Regions from separate parts of the Mus musculus genome. Here region 1 is linked to region 2. The links are chromatin contacts, called in public promoter capture Hi-C maps. All regions are on one chromosome and are shown on one strand. Each heading gives the region's core, a stretch centred on a gene start, on an enhancer-like site or on the middle of the called end of the contact. The rest is flanking DNA. Distances are from core to core; before and after follow the strand shown. Region 1 holds the start of Ctrb1 (chymotrypsinogen B1). Region 2 overlaps Cfdp1 (craniofacial development protein 1).

Region 1 (4,677 bases), core at 1,375-3,874, 99 kb before region 2:
TGTTCATATAAACAAAATAAAATAAATTAATTTCAATTGTTTTTTTAAAAAAGAAGGAAGACAGACAGACAGACAGACAGCGGGAGTCACAACTGGAAGAGCCTGCGGCCTGGGCAGCATGACCCAAGAACAGCTTCCGCTGGGCAAGGCCACACTCACCATTGTATTTGGTCTTGCCCCAGCCAGTGGTGGCACACAGTGTCCCAGCAGGGAAGTCATCGTCAACAGTGGGCAGACACACGGCAGACACAGTCTCAGAGAACTGGGCAGGAGTGGCCAGCTTCAGCAGGGTGATGTCATTACGCACGGTGAAGGAGTTGAACTTGGGGTTCTTAAAAACCTGTGGGGACAAGAAGCTCAACTAAGCGTTGGGGGCGCGGGGAGGGGACACCTGGGCTCTGCTGGGTTCCAGGGGACAAGCTTCTTCCCTTTTGGCCCCATCAGAAGAGATCGAGAAGAGCCCGTGGTGGCGCACGCCTTTAATCCTGCACTCGGGAGGCAGAGGCGGGCAGATTTCTGAGTTCAAGGCTAACCTAGTCTACAGAGTGAGTTCCAGGATAGCCAAGGCTGTACAGAGAAACCCTGTCTTGGAAAACCAAAAACCAAAAACCAAAATAACAAAAATAAGAAAGAGAATTCTAAGACCGGCCCCAGCTCCACTGTGTTCCTGTCCTTTAAGGAGCCAAGGGCTTCTTCCCGGGCGTGCTCGCCCATCTTGTGAACTGAGCCCCTGACGCATCCATCAGTCTGTGTACCTGAGCGATTTTCAGGACCTGGACATTCTCTTCATCGGAGCCCTGATCAAACTCTCCAGCTACCACCACATCGGTTGTCCTAGGCATTGAGACACATAGGGGTGAAGACGAAGAATGGGGTCTGATCCCTTCCCCATACCCAAACAAGGCTGGAAGCAGAACCCCAACGTAGCCTGGGACTCACTTGACCCCGCAGTGGGCAGCAGTGACCACCCAGTTTTCGCTGATGAGGGAGCCCCCGCAGAAATGGAAGCCAGTTCTGTCCTGGGGGGGGGGGGGATGAAAAGTAATGTCAGTGCCTCCCACCTTGGCAGCACCCCAGTACAGGCCCTCGTGTTCCCAGATCCTCCTCTCACCTGCAGGGACACCTGCCAGGGCCAGGAGCCAGGGATAGCATCCTCTCCGTTGACGATCCTGGACAGACCGGTCAGCACGGGTTGGATGGCAGGGACCCCACAGCCTGGGGAGACAGTGGTAGTCATGTTGTCACAGCCAACCCGGACCCCGCTGAGACCATACCACCTCCCCTGGAAACATTGGGTCCCCCCACACACAGACCCTCCTGACCCCAGTTATTCCCCGAGGGATGAAGAGAGGCACAGCTACCCCCAGCCAGGCATGTCACAGGAGAAGGAACAGAAAACAAGTTGGACCACTGAGTCCAACCATGAGAAACAAGAGTGATGCATTCTCATAGCGGAGTGTATTTAAGTGAGCGAGCTGGCTCTCCATGGCGATGTGGCTGGATCTACCACACTCTGAGTGGGAAAAGAGCACCTTGGAAAAATGACAGAGTCAACCACTATTTGTGTCATTTTGAGGCTCTCTGCTGATGGATTTATAAATATGGGGCGCATTTGTGTAAGCCTGAAATGACTCAGAACGGGCCCAGGGAGGGAGCAGACAGAAGTTCGGCTGAATCTGGGTTATCATTCTTAACAAAGTTTCCGAGGCTGGGTTAGCGGCAAATGCCTGTAGTCCCAGCTGTTCTGAAAGCTGAAGTTGGAGAACTGCTCGAGCCCAGGAGTTGCCAGGCTGAGCAACAGGGTAAGATGGCAACAGCAATAAAAAATAAATGGTGGTGGTGGTGGTGGTGGTGGTGGTGGTGGTGGTGGTGGTGGTGTGTGTGTGTGTGTGTGTGTGTATGTGCCTCTGAAATTGACTGTGGGGAAGACATGCCTGGCATCCTAGCATATGGGAGATGGAGGCAAGGAGGATCAGGGTGGACTAAAAGAGACCCTGTTTCTGTAAGGGACATCTGTCTTCCAAGTGCTAGGACTATAGGTTAGCTCTGTAGCCTAGCTAATCTCCCCCCTTTTGCTTTTCATCTTTTTATAAATGAAAAGCAAAATAGTGAGCTGGATGTGGTGGCATAAGTCTTTAACCCATGCACTTAGGAGACCTTAGGAACGGAAGTCTGAACCTGCCTGGGCTACATAGTAAACTCTGGGCTAACCTGGGCTACAGAGTGAGATCCTGTCTCAAACAATAAAACACAAAAACATCAAAAATAAAACAAAACTCTTAGCATCTGCCAGCCGGCTCCTGCTGGGCCACCAGAACGCCCCTACCTTAGCCACATCTGGATCTACACACCACAGCTGGACCAGGCAGGTCTTTTTGCCCCTGAAGTAGGGCATAAACCCAGAAAGTCCTAGTCCTTCCTGGGGCTCCAGGGTACTGGTCCTCAGATAAGGTTCAAACAGGAAGGGTGGGGGATCAGCTATTTCAGGATAAACCCTCTCTGCCCTCTTCCCCTCTGATGATGCCTGGCTAGGCCAGGTGAGTCCCAGCACTTACCAAAGGTGGCGCCCACAAGGGCAAAGCAGGACACAAGCCAAAGGAATGCCATGGTGCTGGTGAAGGGAATGAAGCTTGCCTACTCTGAGGCTCTTTTATGTCCCCTAGGGTCCTCAAGCCCCGCCTAACCCCCATGACCCCATCCAACCAGAAAGGTCCAAGAGCCCCCCTCCCTGTTATCCAGAGACCTTGGGTGGAAGTGGGGACCAAGTTCCTTATCACTGTCTTGTTGGCTCTTAGCCTGCATTGCCCAACCCATGGGAAAAGGACAGCTGCTCTGATTAACAGTGCCCATGAACATTGGTAGTGGCCAGCATCCCCAGGGCTCTGTGGGCAAGAGCCCTTCTGGCACAGGAGCACACGGGCTGCCAAGCCCTGCTCATGCAGACTTTCTGGGAGGTGGGCTAGGAGACTCAGTGGCCATCCTGATGACACAGAAAGGCTTCCCAGCTCTTAACAGAAGGCAGTCCCAGGATAGATTCAAAGAAGATGGTAGCTGGAGGCCCAAGTGAGTTGATGGTCTATGACCACAAATGCTTTAATGTTTTAAATGTTTCACTCATTTAAAACAAAGGGTTACATGGCCAGTCAGAACTATCCAAGGCTCACACACCCTGTCTCCAGTCCCAACCAAACAGTCTAAGTATGGAGAGGAGAAGCAAGAATGTTGCCTATAGCAATAGGACAGTAACCCCTGTGAGGCTGCTGTGGTCATTGGAGTGCCTGCCTAACTCATATGAAGCCTTGGGTCCAGCTCCCACCACCTCACACACCAAATATACTAGTATACACTATAATCTAAGCATTCCAGAGGTGGAAGCAGGAGAATCAGAAGTTCAAGGCTACTCTTAGCTACATAGTGAGTTCTAGGCTAGCTTAGGCTACATGAGAGCCTGTCTCAAAAGAAGAGGAGGAGGAAGAGGAGAAATGGGAAGAGGAGGAGGAGAAATGGGAGGAGGAAGAAGAAGAGGAGGAAAAAGAGGAGAAAGTTTTTGTCTTTGTATAAAGCTTTAGTTTATTTACTGCACTCAAGTAATGAATCAGAGACTAAGAGCACTGGTTGCTCTTCCAGAGGACCCAGGTTTAAGTCTAAGCACCCACATGGCCACTCACAACAGTTTGGAACCCCAGTTCAAGGGGATCTGACTCCCTCTTTCTGTCTCTTCGGGCACTGCATGCACGGGAGGCATAGACAGACCTGCAGGTAAAATGCCAACACGCATTTTTTAAAAATTGCATTTACTTATGGGGGTTGGCACACATGCATGGCATGGTGCACCTGTGGCTGGTGTGAGGAACACACGAGCAGGAAATACAGCTGAACACATTCTCAACAGAATGCACACAAGTCCCTTCTGTCCTGTGGACAGGCACCGTTCCAGGCTGAGGCTCCAGAGCAGCAAATGGTGCCTCTGCCTGTGTGGGCAGAGAAGCCCAAGACAAGAGGGCACACTAACTCAATGAGACTGTGAGGCAGAGACAAGAGGGACAAGCTAAGGATCTTGGTGGCGGGACTGTTGGAGAGGGTGTTACACAGGCCTTCCAGTCCAGGTAGCTATAGTGACACATGCCTATGATATCCCAGCACTATATAGAAACCTGCAGATTGAGGGTAGCCTACGGACTATCCCCAGTCTCAGCTATGGCTTTTCAACTACTATACAAGAGACTGGAGAGGTGGCTCAGTAGTTAGGGAGCACTTGCTCTTCTCCCAGAGGACCAGAGTTTTGTTGTTGTTGTTTTGTTGTTGTTTGTTTGTTTGTTTGTTTGTTTGTTTTTTCGAGACAGGGTTTCTCTGTATAGCCCTGGCTGTCCTGGAACTCACTTTGTAGACCAGGCTGGCCTCGAACTCAGAAATCTGCCTGCCTCTGCCTCCCAAGTGCTGGGATTAAAGGCATGTGCCACCATGTCTGGCACCAGAGTTTTATTCCCAGCACTTTTGTCCGGTGGCTTGCAACACCTATAGCTCTAACTCTAGGGGATCTGACACCCTCTCTTCTGCCCTCTGAGTACACATGTAAGTGCACATTCTTGGACACAGCCACACTCAGCCACACAGACACACACACACAAAGAAAAGCAAAAATATTCAGAGGCTAACCTAGACTACATAGCAAGTTTG
Region 2 (4,830 bases), core at 1,681-4,180:
AACATTTGTGCCAAGCGTGCTACTGTAAGGCTGCTATGCTGCCGCACCTCTAGTGCACGCTGTAAGGTCAGAACAGGCTGAAGATGCTAAGTATGGCTCCTATGGTCAGGGATGGCTGGAGTTACACTTCCTCCCTCTATTGAGGATTAATGTTCTCAGAAGCCCAGAAAGTCCTGGTTGCTTATTTCTTCTAGTACCTCGTTTTGTAATGCCCAGCCATGTCTAAATGCAGGAGTGGTACAATGAATAGTAACGGGTCCTATTAGGATAAACACACTGACGACCTCCAGGGTAATAAGCTCTGGCATGAGAGGCGAGGGGTGAATGACGTGAAGCTGGAGGGAAGGCAGAGCCTCTGACTCTCAGACATCTAGGACAGTTCCTAAGTTTCCCCTGCCCAGTCCCATTCCAATGCAGCTTTACTCATTCCCAGGAAAAGGTAATCCCACTGCCATTCCAGACTCTGCTCCAGCAGCTGCCTCCCTGGAGTCATTGGGGTGGGGAGGGGTACGGATGCCTCCTGGTAACAGGGAAAGGCATGCCGCTGTTGCCTGGCAGTAAGAAAGGAGAGACGCAGTGAGGTCTTTCAGAGGAGACATTCAGTTTAATGGGAAGAGGATTATGCATGGGGGGGGGGGGTTGTCCCTGAGGTGCACACCACCGCTGCCCTCATTTGTATTATCACATTAAACTGGACAATGACTTGCCGACCAACACAACAGACACCAGTTTCACTTCTGAGATGGAATTTTAAACAAATTATTAAAGGCAGCTTCTAAGAAAGACCATGATGACATTTTGCTTTCTGCACAGCCCTGGGAGCTCAGTGGAGGGAGACACAGCTCATTTTCCAGATACTGATTCCATATGGGCTGCCAGCCGATCCGAGCAACAAAGCTAAGGAGCCCAGGCAGCCCAGACTCTGGCGTTTAAAAGGCAATGATCTCTCAAGGAGAACAGTGCCTAGCTTTCTGCTGTGACCCTGCCAAGCCCATGAAGGTCAGGCATGTGCTGGTCTGAGGGACAGAGCTATAGACTCACACAATCATTATTCCTGTTAGGACCACATGGCTGAACCCACCTCTCTAAACTAGCCAGGGTGAGAGGTACAACAGAAGACCTATGTGTCTCAATGGTGGGTTGTTTGCCTGTCTGCTTACTGAGGACTCGGCATACTTCCTAAGCTCCGGTGCTCTGCTTTTTCCACAACTTTCAGCATCCCTTCCTCCCCCAACTCTGTCTCCTTACAACAAACTAACCCCGAGGAGGCTGAAGATACAGCTCAACTGATACAGCACTTGCCTAGAATGCAGAAAGCCCTGGGTTTAACTTCCAGTATCAAGTAAGCCAAGCATGCTGGCCGGCTCATGCCTATAATCTTAGCACTCGGGAAGTGGATGCAGAAAGACCAGAAGTTCAAGGTTATCTTCAGCTACAGAGTCTGAGCTCAGCATGGGATACATGAGACCTGTCTCAAAGCAAACAGAACACTGAACAACCAACCCCTGGCCAATATTTTAAAAGAGAGGCTTAGTGGTGTGCGCCCACAGTTCAGGGCTTAGGATGCTGAGGTGAGCGAGGAGCAGCTTTACCCATCTATAAAGGCAGCCAGCTTGAGGCAGCCTAAACTGTAGTATCCTCAGAAAAAAACATGAAAAACCTAGATGTCAACATAAGATAAATTTAAAATTCATAGGCATCTCTAAGGCTGAGGTCATGTTTAAATGTCAGGACACGAGGTGGTCTCCCTCAGTGCGGAAACAATCCCTTCAGTTCCATACCACAGACACCTCATTTAAAACAGGCCAGCCTGCCCCTTATTAGGAACAGGAGGCACACTAACCGCATGGCACTGCATGAAACACATATGACCTAACTCAAATACACTTTGCAGACATTTCCCCAAATCTTTGCTAGACTCCCCCAACCCCCCCTTACCCTCCCCCTCTCTCTTTTTTTCTTCCTTCCTTCCTTCCTTCCTTCCTTCCTTCCTTCCTTTCTTTTTCTTCCTTCCTTCCTTTTCTTTTCTTTCTTTCTTTTTTTTTTGGAGACAGGGCTTCTCTGTGTAGCCTTGACTGTCCTGGAACTTGCTCTGTAGGCCAGGTTGCTCTTGAGCTCACAGAAATCACCCGGTTCTGCATCCAGAGGGCTTGGATTTAAGGTGTGAACTACTACCACACAGTCCTTTTATTAGACGAGGAAGTGCCTGGCCCTCCTCCTATGGGGGCCCAACTCTGAAATCCCTTTTGCCAGCACCTACAACATGCCTTGCTTACTCATTGCTACTAGAGTAGTGAATATATTTGAGAAGCCACAATCCTGCTAAAACCTAGTTGAAAACTGTAATGTAGTTCACCTCAACCTATCCTTCTACCTCCCAGGGCAGCTCCCAGGTCTCCTCAGAAAGCCAAAAGTTCCATCAACAGCTTTTGCTTTGTCATGCCATCCCTGCTAATCCTGAATTTAAGGGATCCCCGAGAAGCAAAGATCTATTATGCAAGTGACTCCAGGAAGGTAGTTGGGATTCCAAGGCACTCAGCTAAGGAAATGCAAAGGATTTGAAACAAAGAAATAATCTCATGGAATTTGGTTCTGGCGGAGAAAACTCTTCCTCTCCCTCACTGCCCTTTTTCTCTCCCTTCCCCTTTGTCGGATGCAGGAACGGTTTTCATAGATGATAGCTACAGTCAGGCCATCTGTAAACCACAACATTGCTTCTTTAATGAATGGAAGATAGTTTACTCATTGCATCAGTGACCCCCTCCCCCAAATTCCCATCTTTAAAGCAAGAGAAAATGATTAAACACAGCCTCTGACCAATCATTAGATGTTAAAGCAGCTTTCTCTTATACAAATTAGATGGTTCTCTGAGGCTCTGTTACAAATCCTATGCCCTGAATGATGGTTCCATTTGCATCTAGACACCTCAGGGCATCTGCTTTAGTATTCATGGTCATCTCCAAAGGTGTTGACAATCACAGGCTGTCACTGGCTGGCAGGTCTTGAAACAAAGCTAGCAGACCCACCAGACAACTAAGTCAACTAAGAGGCTGCTATAAAAATTCAAGTGTGATTAGCCCTGCAGTGGCAGCACATGCCTTGTGGATCTCTGAGTTCAAGGCCAGTCTGGTCTACAGAGCAAGCTCCAGGACAGCCAGGGCTACACAGAGAAACCCTGTCTTGCAAACAAACAAAAAAGCAAAAAGGAGAACAGAGCATTCAGTTTTCCAGTTGTCCCCATGAACCTGTCACCTGCTCTGGGAACGTGGCATCATACCCCCTTAGTGAGTGGGGCTCTCATGGCTTCTCACTACAAAGCTTCAGTGCACCTAGAAGGTGACTATGGCTGCTTCCCTTTCCTGGGGGCCAGTGGTTCTGTGCTACCTGCTTTCCCTGGCACCATGAGGCTGGGTAGTAACTCCGCGAGGATCACCTGGGCGAGCGCCATCGATGGATGTTCTCACAGTCCAGACAGGAAAAAGCCTGAGCATGGCCACTGACACAGTGATCTGAATGACACAGCTAAACATGGGCACTCATGAAAACCAGAACCCAACCCAAACGTAGCTTCGATAACTCTGAACAAAGTTCTCCCGGGAATAAAAATGATGGCAAGCATCCAAATATAAACTACTATCCTTATGCTATGAAGCCATGGCAGGAAATCTGATGACCAGCCAATTCCTTTTGTTTTGTTTTTTTTAAGATGTATTTATTTTATATATGTGAGTACACTGTTGCAGAGTTCAGATGCATCAGATCCCACTACAGGTGGTTGTGAGCCACCATGTGGTTGCTGGGATTTGAACGCAGGACCTCTGGAAGAACAGTCAGTGCTCTTAACCACTGAGCCATCTCCCCAGCCTCCAGCCATTCTTATTCTCAGAGAATACTTTAGAGTCCACCCACTTAGGGCATACAATTCAATGTGATTTTTTTGGGAGAGTAGATGGGAGAGAGGTTCAAGATGTGGTGTACCTACGTAGCCCCAGTTGTCCTCGAACTCAGAGATCTGTCTGCCTTCCAAGTACTGGGATTAAAGGAGTGCACCACCGTGGTCAGTACAATGCTTTTTTTGGGTGGGGTGGAGTGGGAGTGGGGAGGGGTCTGAGACAGTGCTGCCTTTAATCCCAGCTCTTGGGAGGCAGAGGCAGGAGGATTTCTGAGTTGGAGGCCAGCTTGGTCTACAGAGTGAGTTCCAGACAGCTAGGGCTACACAGAGAAACCCTGTTTCAAAAAAAAAAAAAAAAAAAAAAAAAAACAACAGAAAAAGAATCATATCAAAAAAAAAAAAAAAAAAAAGAAGAATCATACCCAGATTAAAGGTGTGCAAGAACGACTCTATCGTCTGAGAGCTCCTGTCCTAAGAGCTGTCACACTTGGGGAGAGCTCTGCTCTCCTGAACCACTGCCACCACACTCCTCACCTGCTAGTTTGCCTCTTGTTGGCCCAGCCCAACCCAACCTGACTCAGTGCAGGGTGGCATGGGGTAACTGGGATGGCATGGCAGTGAAAACGACTTCCTGCTCACACTCGCCCCACTTTGCCGAACTCTCGCACCAGGCCTGGACAGAGATCTCCGTGGAAAGTCTCTGGTACACAGGCCTACACACAATGGTTTTTAATATATTATCATAATCAAATTTTAGAATGCAATGTCATCACCACAAAAGTTCTCATGGTGAGCATGGATAGGATGGCACAATACCTGAGGACTATTTGTGTAGTTCTAGGTGTTATCAGTACTACCTTGGATCTATACTTAAAACACTTGTTACTATGGCTTCGAAGCTAAGGAAGAGAATTGTTTACTCTATCCCGTAATTACTA

The links. Promoter capture Hi-C pulls out the DNA fragments that hold promoters and counts their contacts.
Region 1: a promoter capture Hi-C map of liver shows a contact between it and region 2. The contact joins the promoter of Ctrb1 here to the enhancer-like site in region 2. A contact is called at or near these places in 11 of 39 promoter capture datasets (the 3T3-L1 cell line, the C10 cell line, the HPC-7 cell line and 7 more), 5 of 484 Hi-C or Micro-C datasets (bone marrow-derived macrophages, cortical neurons, embryonic fibroblasts and 1 more), 5 of 115 datasets of contacts at active chromatin or transcription factors (embryonic stem cells, epiblast stem cells and trophoblast stem cells) and 5 of 9 other capture datasets (adipose tissue, embryonic stem cells, liver and 2 more).

What each region holds. Positions count from the first base shown.
Region 1 is chr8:111,688,386-111,693,062 of GRCm38.p6, forward strand. It overlaps Ctrb1 (chymotrypsinogen B1), which reads right to left and starts at 2,625. Exons shown (of 7, transcript NM_025583.2): 1 at 2,556-2,625; 2 at 1,112-1,215; 3 at 940-1,019; 4 at 756-834; 5 at 160-340. The coding sequence starts at 2,607. Mir7076 (microRNA 7076) reads right to left here and starts at 1,289; the gene lies at 1,216-1,289.
Region 2 is chr8:111,786,896-111,791,725 of GRCm38.p6, forward strand. All of the region lies in intron 5 of Cfdp1 (craniofacial development protein 1), which reads right to left. Among named protein-coding and RNA genes, the nearest start is that of Gm39252, 35 kb to the left of the region's middle. Within about 2 kb of position 2,931, at least 21 of the 459 cell types and tissues checked have an H3K27ac peak or open chromatin away from gene starts, as enhancers often do. A contact at or near this core is called in embryonic stem cells, epiblast stem cells, liver and 1 more, where this site is marked.